2 separate regions of the Gossypium hirsutum genome follow, and region 2 is linked to region 1. Evidence: chromatin contacts called from public Hi-C data. All regions are on one chromosome and are shown on one strand. The core of a region is the stretch at or near the end of the contact, and the rest is flanking DNA. Distances in the headings are between cores, read along the strand shown.

Region 1 (4,555 bases), core at 1,042-3,541:
CTTTACACTAGATTCACTTGAACAGATACCTCCGAAACAAATATCTGTTGACTGTGTTCACATTCCAACAAGATGTTGACAAGCCATTCTATCGTCAAAGGTTCGAATGAAAAAGAAGCCATGGTGAGCATGGAATCAAACTCAACTGAAATCCCAACAAGAACAATATCTATTTGATCTACAGTGGAAATAGGATGTCCAGAAGCTTCAAGAAGATCACAAGTGCCTTTTATCTTTGCAAAACATTCTTTTACTAAGATAGGCCCTTTCTTTAACGAATGCATATCATGCTTCAATCTAGAAACCTTAACACCGTAGATCACAGCAAAGAGATGACAAGGCTTACTCCAAACTTCACAAGCAGTAAAGGTACATGTAAAACACGATAAAAGATCGGTGCTAATTGTAAACAATAACCAAGAAGTAAGAAGTTTATCTTGCTGATGATACGCAAGAAACTCAGGATTAGAGTCCAACTGTCCTTTTCTATTGGGCACAAATTTGGATGGGATCGGAACAGTACCAAGAATGTAACCGGTAAGATTGTACCCATCAATAACAAGTTTAACCTGACGCTACCATTGAATATACATATCTTCCTTAAGTTTTACAGTGTCATGTTTAGGAAACAAAAGAACTATACGAACGAGTCTAAACAAAAGAACTACACAAACGAGTCTATCACCGTCAAAGGAACAAGGCAAGGAGCTGTGAACCGGAACGAAATCTCTAGGAACTCAGCAGCAGTATGAGAAGCCATTAAGTGGAAAACAGAACCCAGTAACCAATGACTAATACCATGAAAGAATGGTAAACAATATAGAAACTAAACTAATATTGAATAACCTTGTGAATAATTGCTTGAGATTGATGACTACAAGAGTAGCGTATTTATACACATTCAAATAGAGGAAGCTAACAGAATTAGTTAGAACATATTAACTATCTCTAATAGTTTTAGTATTAAACTAGTTTCAATACAATGCCTAGAATTATTCATAGTTCCTCTTCAACCTTTAAATAGGAAGATAATATACTTTAACACACTCGAACCCACGTTCTCCTACATTAGCAATAATGTCTATACCAATCGAAAAGAAATTGTGAATATACGAATGTTTTAAGTGAAATATAGAATTAATTTAAAAATACTTCAGTAAATGAATTATGATGAATTAAACAACTGTGCAACGATATGATCTGTCATCCCATCGAATAGTACAAACAAAGCATTGCAATATGACCGGCAACTTCGACTATAAGCTGATATCTAAATTTAATATTTTAACAATGTTTACATTTATTATGATTAGTAATATGATTCATGGTAATGGTATTTAAAAAATATATCGTTAAAATTGTGATCACGATTGTAGTAGCCCAAATTTGACCGGGCTGTAAACCAAATAAATATTTTAAAAGTCCATTTACATTGGCCCACCAACCAGTAGACCCAAAATCAATTGGCCTAAACCTTATGCCCGGTTACAACTCAGCAGACCCAAACCCGTTACATTACTGGCCCATTTCTAAAATCTTACTCTTAAGGCCCATTACAACAGACCTAAATGGACCCAAGACTAAAGTGGCCCAACTGGCCCAAACCGTTACACCGAGGCATGAAACCCTAGGGTTTCTGCCTCTCTTTCTCCTCGCGCCGCAAGTAGAAGATTCCAGAAGCCATCCCAACAGACGCGTCGTTCCAGCTACTCTCCAGCAAGGCCACAATCCTAAGGCTCTGAGTCACGCCGAGATCACCGCCACCAGTGGACCATCGTCAAGCCTTCGTCACCACCGAAATCTTTGCAAGTCACCTGCAAGAAAAGGAAACACAGCAGATACGAACAAAACAAAAAAAGGAAACTAAAATAAAAGGATTTCAGCAGATCACAATCAAAGATATGGTAGATACAACAGACAAGAAATGGAAAGAAATCTTCGATTTCTTTCCCAGTTTATGTAATAACAGTAGTGGCTATAAAAGTCCGAATTAAAACGGTGTAAGGGGACCCTTCTTTTTTGGGGAAGAAAGAAATATACTCACAGACATTCATTCAAAAAAAAATACCAACAGTCTCTCAAAAGGTGATTTAATCGCATATCTCGTGCTTTATTTTGAACATATATGAATTGTTTTATCATATACAAGTAAGGATCTAAGGGAAAAGAGGTCACCTGTGGAAGGGCAAAGGTTTTTAAGCCTTCAGACCACCGTGTACGATGGCGCGTGAGGCGCGTGTGCAAGCACTGCACCGTGGCCGGAGGCCAGGATTGGGACCTCTCTCCTCCCCTTCTGCAGAGCATTTCAAGATTTTTTTTAGGGCTGGTGTTAAAATGATTTTTTAAGCTGCGAAATTGGATTATATAGCCTCTTTGAAACGACGTCGTTTCTACTTAATTTAATAAGCTCAAAACAGTGTCGTATTAAGCCATAGGATCTGCGCGTTGACCCGATTACCCAGGGAGGATCCGGCTTTTTTTAGAATTGGGTTAATTACCCAATCAGTCCCTCCACCTTTTTTGTGTTTGCGATTAAGTTTTATTTTATTTATGATTTAACCCTAATGTTTTGTCTCAGTTGTGATTTAATCCCTGAAGTAGCTACATTAAGTCTAAGTTTAAAACGCAGTCGTTTTGGGAATAGGGAAATTTTCCCAATGAGTCCCTTTTGTTTTGTGCGTGTTTTAATGAAGGCCCTAATTCAGTTTTATTTCTTTTAAATTCGCCCCATAATTTGCTGAACTTTTAAATTTAGTCCTATATTTATTTTTTATATATATATTTATATATTGTTATTTGTTTTTTTTTACCTTACTTTTACATTATACATTATAATACGATTTTATTATATTATTATTTATTATATATTATTTTTCACAAATTATTATTATTTTACATCATTATTTTTATATTATATATTTATTAATTATTTATATATTTTTCTTACATATATATTTTCGTTATTTTATAGTATATATATTATATTTCTTATTTCCTATATATTCAAATTATATTTCATTATATAACATTTATTGTATTTTTATATTACTTATTTTTTTATGTTATCTATTATATTATTTATATTTATATCATTCATTACATTATTTAAAATTCTGAAATTTGTAAATTAAATTATATTTTTAACTCTTATTAAATTATTAATTATTTATTTATTATGTATTTTTTTAAAATGATATTTTTATATTATGTGTTATTTTATAAATTCTTTTACATACTTATATTTTATATATATTTTTTAAACCCAATATATTTTATATATAATTATTATTCTTTTACTAATATTTTGTTATTATGTTTTATATATTATATAGCAAATATTATTTTAAGATTATTATTAAATATTATGTCTTTATTTGTGTTATATGTATATTTTATTAACAATAACTCATTTCATTTTTTTTATATATGTATTGCATATATCATGTGTTATATGTTATTTTATATTTATTATTTGATATTACATTTCATGAACATGTACATTGATATTGTATTACTCTTTTTTGTATGTCATGCATTATTTAATTATTACTTTGTATGTTTGTACGTTTTGTTTATTCATTCTCAATACATGTTATATATATATATATATATCTTTGTATGTATATTGTTAATATTTGCTATGTATATATATTATTTTTATATGTATGTATCTAATGCACGATTTTTATATTATTGCCATCATTTTGTTTAAATACATGTATTATTTACCTATTACAATAATATGTTATTATGTATGATTTATAACACAATACAATTCCCCACGCATCATTTTAAAAAAAAACAAGGCTCTAAAGTTTTCAAAAAATATAAAGGTAATGCTTAGTGTTTGGAAATTTCGAGAAAGTAGTGCCCTAACTTATTGGGTTGCAACTTTTCTCGTTGAGTTCGAATAATCAAGTACCCTTCTAAGTTTTGACGGTTTTCAAAATGTGAGCAACTGTCTTGGAATTGCAAAGTAATATGTCCTAACTTACTGAATGTAGCGTTTTGTTACTTCGAGATAGGGATTTCCAAAAGCTAACTTAGTGTCAATACTTTGATACGAGTGAACTCCAATTTACAAAAATCAAAATATTTTAAAGAGGATTACATCTTAAAATTTCAAATTTCCGACATTAAAGACACTTGATAATCAATTAGGTACCAATTTTTGGGCGTTACGAGGGTGTTAATCCTTCCTCGTACGTAACCGGCTCCCGAACCCATCTTCTGATTTCGTAGACCAAAACTAACGATTTTAAAACGAAATGTTTTAGAGGTGATCCAATCACATCTAAAAAGATTAGTGGCGACTCTAGTTTTTGTTTTTCTTAAAGTCGATTCTCATTTTCCAAAACTCAATTTAAAAATGGTCTCGACAACGATAATTAGAAAAAAATATATTGGAGAAAATTAAATAATATATATAAACATTACAAAAAATGTGGACAGTTTAATATTTATATGATGTATCATGTACCATTACTGTGGGATAGACAAATTTAGTATCAATCTCAATTATTATAGCGTGAATGTATATTTTCTAATTTGTGTT
Region 2 (4,555 bases), core at 1,499-3,998, 130 kb after region 1:
AACAAAAAAATGATCCTAAAATCAAAAGCTATAAGCTATCAAATTTACCCTAACTGCAGATTCATTGCCAACCTTGGATGCTGATGAATTGAACTATTAGCAACCTTGAGATGCTCTACACATAAAGGATACACTAAGCGGTAATCCTAACTTGCAATGACTAGCATACTGGCCATGGATGCTAAAGATTTCAGTTTAAACCAGAACCAAAATCTATGCATATAATATAGCAACAAAGAACATGATAGGTGGGCTCACCCCAAATTCACTTCCTAGTTCTATACCTCATAATGATGTATTTTCACTCTGTATACAAACTCACTTCTTAGTTCTTACTATACCTCATAATGGTGTGTTTTCACTCTCTATACAAATTTAGACTACATGTATCTACATGACCCTTTTATCCAAAGAAACCAAATATTTTAACTTTCAAAACCTCTGCTGTGGTAGGTTAAGTACAAAATTGCTTCAGCAAGTTCCCAGACAAGAGGATGCCTTGCACATAAAAGGTTAGTGAAGGGCATATTAGAAAAAAACCTTTTATGACAACTTAAAAAACCAAAAATGCCCTTTTTTATTACGGACTCCAAGGGTGATAAACCATCTTGCGCAGCCAATTTCGTACAGAGACCAAATAAAGAGAATTCAAATAGCTTACATCCCCAAAATCAAATTCGTAGGGAAGATAAAAGGCTATCACCCTAAATACGGTTTAAATATTTAGCAGCTCAGATTCTTATTTAACTCAAGTTGCTGCCTTTTCTATATATATTAATAAACAAACTCCAGTGTACTTCTTTACATAGTTGGTTATAATTTTGATCGGTCATATATGATTGATGTTTTTGACACAGAAAGCTATACATTCGCTTCGTATATTTTCTTTGTTGTTTTAAATCTAACAAATTTGTTTATACAAGTGAGAAAATGAAGTAATAGAATAATCAGTAAGATTTCCCAACCGTTCAAGATAGTACAGTTGACGATTCGATATTTCATATATCTCAAGCAGAAACAAGAATTAAGCAGCAGAAAAAAATTACATTGAACATAGGCATAAGCATAAACAAGAAGGCACCAAATGACCTTTGAAAAGAACTTTTGAGCATGACTCCTGATCTGCACAGCTGTCTTTGTTCCTATATATTCTGCAAATCACCATGTAAAAACAAAATGGAAAGAAAAATACAACAATAAATAACAAAACTATTCAGTTGTTGGTCCTAACAAACATATCCTACGAATCTTAGCCTCAATCCACAAAAACACTAGCTCTAAAATGATAGCAGCAAAATCTAAACTAAGAGGGAAAAGCAAGTGAAAAAACCTTCAATGCGTTGCCAAGCTCGTCCATAGAGCTTCAAGGCCTCTAGAAACCTATTATGCTCTTCCTCGCTCCATCTTTCACGTTGTTTCGTAATAGTATAAGGCTTCCTAGTCTATCATTTAACATACAAAATTCAATGGTCCAAATTATAACAAACACAAACCCCCATTTTTTTACAAAGCTTCATTTAAGAGAAGAGTTTACCTTAATAACTAGTTCTTCACCAGAGGAGTATGTGTCCATTGAAACAGCGTCACCGCTGCTTCAAATCCTCTCTAACAAGCAAAGAGTATATCACAAACCTCCTTTCATTTCTTCCAACATCCAATACGACAAATAGTAATGCCGTTTTTGAGCTCCACAAAACCTGATGAATGCTATTTAATACTGCAAAAAGAAAAAACACAAAAGAACAACAACAACAAATCGATGGAGATCCGTCTCTGTTTGTATTTTTATTCCAATTAAATTAATATTAATTTCTCATCATTTAATAAAAATATTTACTTAATAAAAATTTGGGGTGAATGCTAAATCTCTGGAAAAATTAAAATAAAATAAATAAAAATTAAGTATCCACCGTAACAAAGAGAAGAGACGGCTTCTTCCAAAGAACTTAAAAGAAAATTCTCACCAAAACGAACCCGTAGACGCCAAAACCTTTAATAGAAAATGATACGAAAAAAAAAAGAAACTTTAATTAGTAATCAACAACACACTTCCACTGTTCCACATCCAATCTATCTATTGACAGCCAATAATAATTCTTCACCTTCTGTTTGGTCGCCGAGAAAAAAAACAAAAGGATTCAAATTCAATCACTTTTCTTTCGTTTCTCTACTCAGCTGCATATAAAGAACACAACTTCCAAACTCAGCTTAGCAAAGCCTTTAAGGAAGGCCCTAGAAATGAAGTGTAAATACCTTAAAGAGATAACCATGGAAGATGACAACAATGGAAGCAACGATCACGTATCAAAAATGGGTTCACCGGAAACCAGCCGGAGAGCTCATAGTTTCCGGCAATGACAAGATCGGAATCAACAGAATTGGAAAAATTAAAAGTAGTCTTTTTTGGGAGAAAAGAACTTGAATAAACCCAAAAAAAAGTGAAAGCAAGCTTATTTTCTGGTGATAAACTGAAAAAACACCAGAAACTACAGTATGGGGAAGAAACAAAAGGAGAAATCTCAGCCACTACAATTTCATGAGGATTTATTTTTTGGAAAATTACAAAAATTGGGCAGAAAATTATGTGAGGCTATAAAAGAATGAACGGTAAGATACATTAGATGTTGCCAAGTGGCAATAATTTAGTGGCTGATTCAACTAAAAGCCCACCGTTGCACTTTTTCCCTTATTTTTTTTATCTTTTTTTCTTTTTGCCCTTCTTGTTTCCTACCTTCATCTTCAAATATCAGCCACAAGCTCCCAATGGTCTTGGTGTTAAATTAGTAAAAGCGCCATTTGGTATACCACATGGTTCCTGCCGTCAACGTTTACGCAATTCGTTGGCGTGGGCAACCGGTACGTGTCGGTTACAGGGGTAGCTTTGGTGTTAAAAGCCCCGGATTTGTGACCATTAGCCACCGTATGAGGTGATGAGATTTTAGGGTTGCAACAAATCTAGGGATATGCTATGCTCCCTTCCATAAGTCCTTGTATTTTTTATAGATTTGAAATTTAGTTACTGTACTTTTATTTTTAGGAATTTAGTCATTTTACTTTTCAAATTTTTAAATTCAGGTTTTACTGTTAACATTGTTAAAATAATTTGTTAAATTCAAGTTCATTATAATATTATTTTTTTAGTTAAGTTGCTACCAAGTGAATTTTTTTTTATTTCAATATGTAATATAAGCCAATTTAACGAAAAAAATTATAACAATGTTAACAATTGAACCTAAATTTTGAAATATAGAAAGTAAAGAGACTAAATTTTAAATTTACAAAGAGTACAGGGACATGACATATTTTAACCTTTTTTATTAAACTTGTGAGTTACAACTTAATTCCTAAATTTGAATTTCATTAGAGTATATTAGCGTGTCGCTCTAATATTAGGTCACATTGTCATTTGAAAATTTTAAAAATTTTATATGATATCTAAAGAATGCAAAAGGAAAAATTAAAGAAATTCATGTGGCGATGTGAGATAATCTTATAATGTCACATTATTATACTTTAACAAGATCTAAGATAAGAAACCAAATTGAGAAAAACTATCAAGCTTAAAGACTAATGTGGATAAAAAAAAAAGTTGAAGGATCAAGATGAAAATTTTATCAAATTTAAGATCTAAATGTTGCTTTATGATTATTTTTTTTTTATCTTTTTAAGATAAGAGTAAACTCCATCAATATTCTCTAAACTTCATTTAAAAAAATGATGTATCATGTTTTGCCATTAATAATAATCAGACTAAGCTCATTTTAAAACAACGCCCCTATTTATTGTAATGATATAGCATTATTCTTATTCAAGTGCCTTGATGTCCTCCGCTAATGGTTGGAGCCTCCAATCGATGGACCTTACATCCTGCTCAAAACTCTTGCATAAAGCTTTCATGTTAGGTGCAAAGATACCAATAGTGAATCCAAACCTCTTTGCCTCAATCATTGCTTCTCTTATTACGAATAAAATAGCTTGCTTAGTGGTAACCTCATGTAATGTGCTACAAAAACTTGTAAATTTTATTCATTGAATATTAAAGATTGTTAGAGACACTCCGAGGAAGATAGTCCCTTTCTTCCAAGCTACCAAAGCAATTCCCGATATAGTACCATGAGGAACATTCGATCTAATTGATTTGCTCTGTTGTATTCGAAAATACCTCTCCGTAGCATTCTTCCATTTCTTGTCCTCAAACACCTATATTTCATAGTCCTTGAAGATTTCAAACCCTGTTGATTACACTTAAGGATTAACATCATATCCTTTAAAATAATATTCATTTATATGAATCCATATATTCTATAAGATGCAAATAATCACTTAATGCGTATCATCTATTAATAAAAGAGAAAAATTGATGTTGATTGTAACACCCCTAACCCGTATCCACTGCCAGAACAGGGTTTCAGAGCATTACTACCATTTACAGATCACTAAAAAAATTTAAATACTTACCGATTCAATGCATCATATAAATAAATATATTACCATTCAATCAACAGTTTGACACTTGTATAAGCATCAAACAGCAACATTGTTAGTATACTTGCAC

The links. Hi-C and Micro-C count contacts between places; a contact is called where the count stands out from the background.
Region 2: a contact with region 1 is called in a Hi-C map of leaf, with 2.6 times the contacts expected there. The contact joins the promoter of LOC121210912 here to the enhancer-like site in region 1. A contact is called at or near these places in 8 of 34 Hi-C or Micro-C datasets (anther, callus, leaf and 1 more).

What each region holds. Positions count from the first base shown.
Region 1 is chrA12:82,976,285-82,980,839 of Gossypium_hirsutum_v2.1, forward strand. No RefSeq gene overlaps it. Among protein-coding and RNA genes, the nearest start is that of LOC121210911, 4.6 kb to the left of the region's middle. Within about 2 kb of position 2,292, at least 9 of the 9 cell types and tissues checked have an H3K27ac peak or open chromatin away from gene starts, as enhancers often do. A contact at or near this core is called in leaf, where this site is marked.
Region 2 is chrA12:83,106,783-83,111,337 of Gossypium_hirsutum_v2.1, forward strand. LOC121210912 (protein LATE ELONGATED HYPOCOTYL) reads right to left here and starts at 2,749. Exons shown (of 11, transcript XM_041082880.1): 1 at 2,254-2,749; 2 at 2,103-2,175; 3 at 1,965-1,990; 4 at 1,535-1,697; 5 at 1,331-1,442; 6 at 1,090-1,151. The coding sequence starts at 1,573.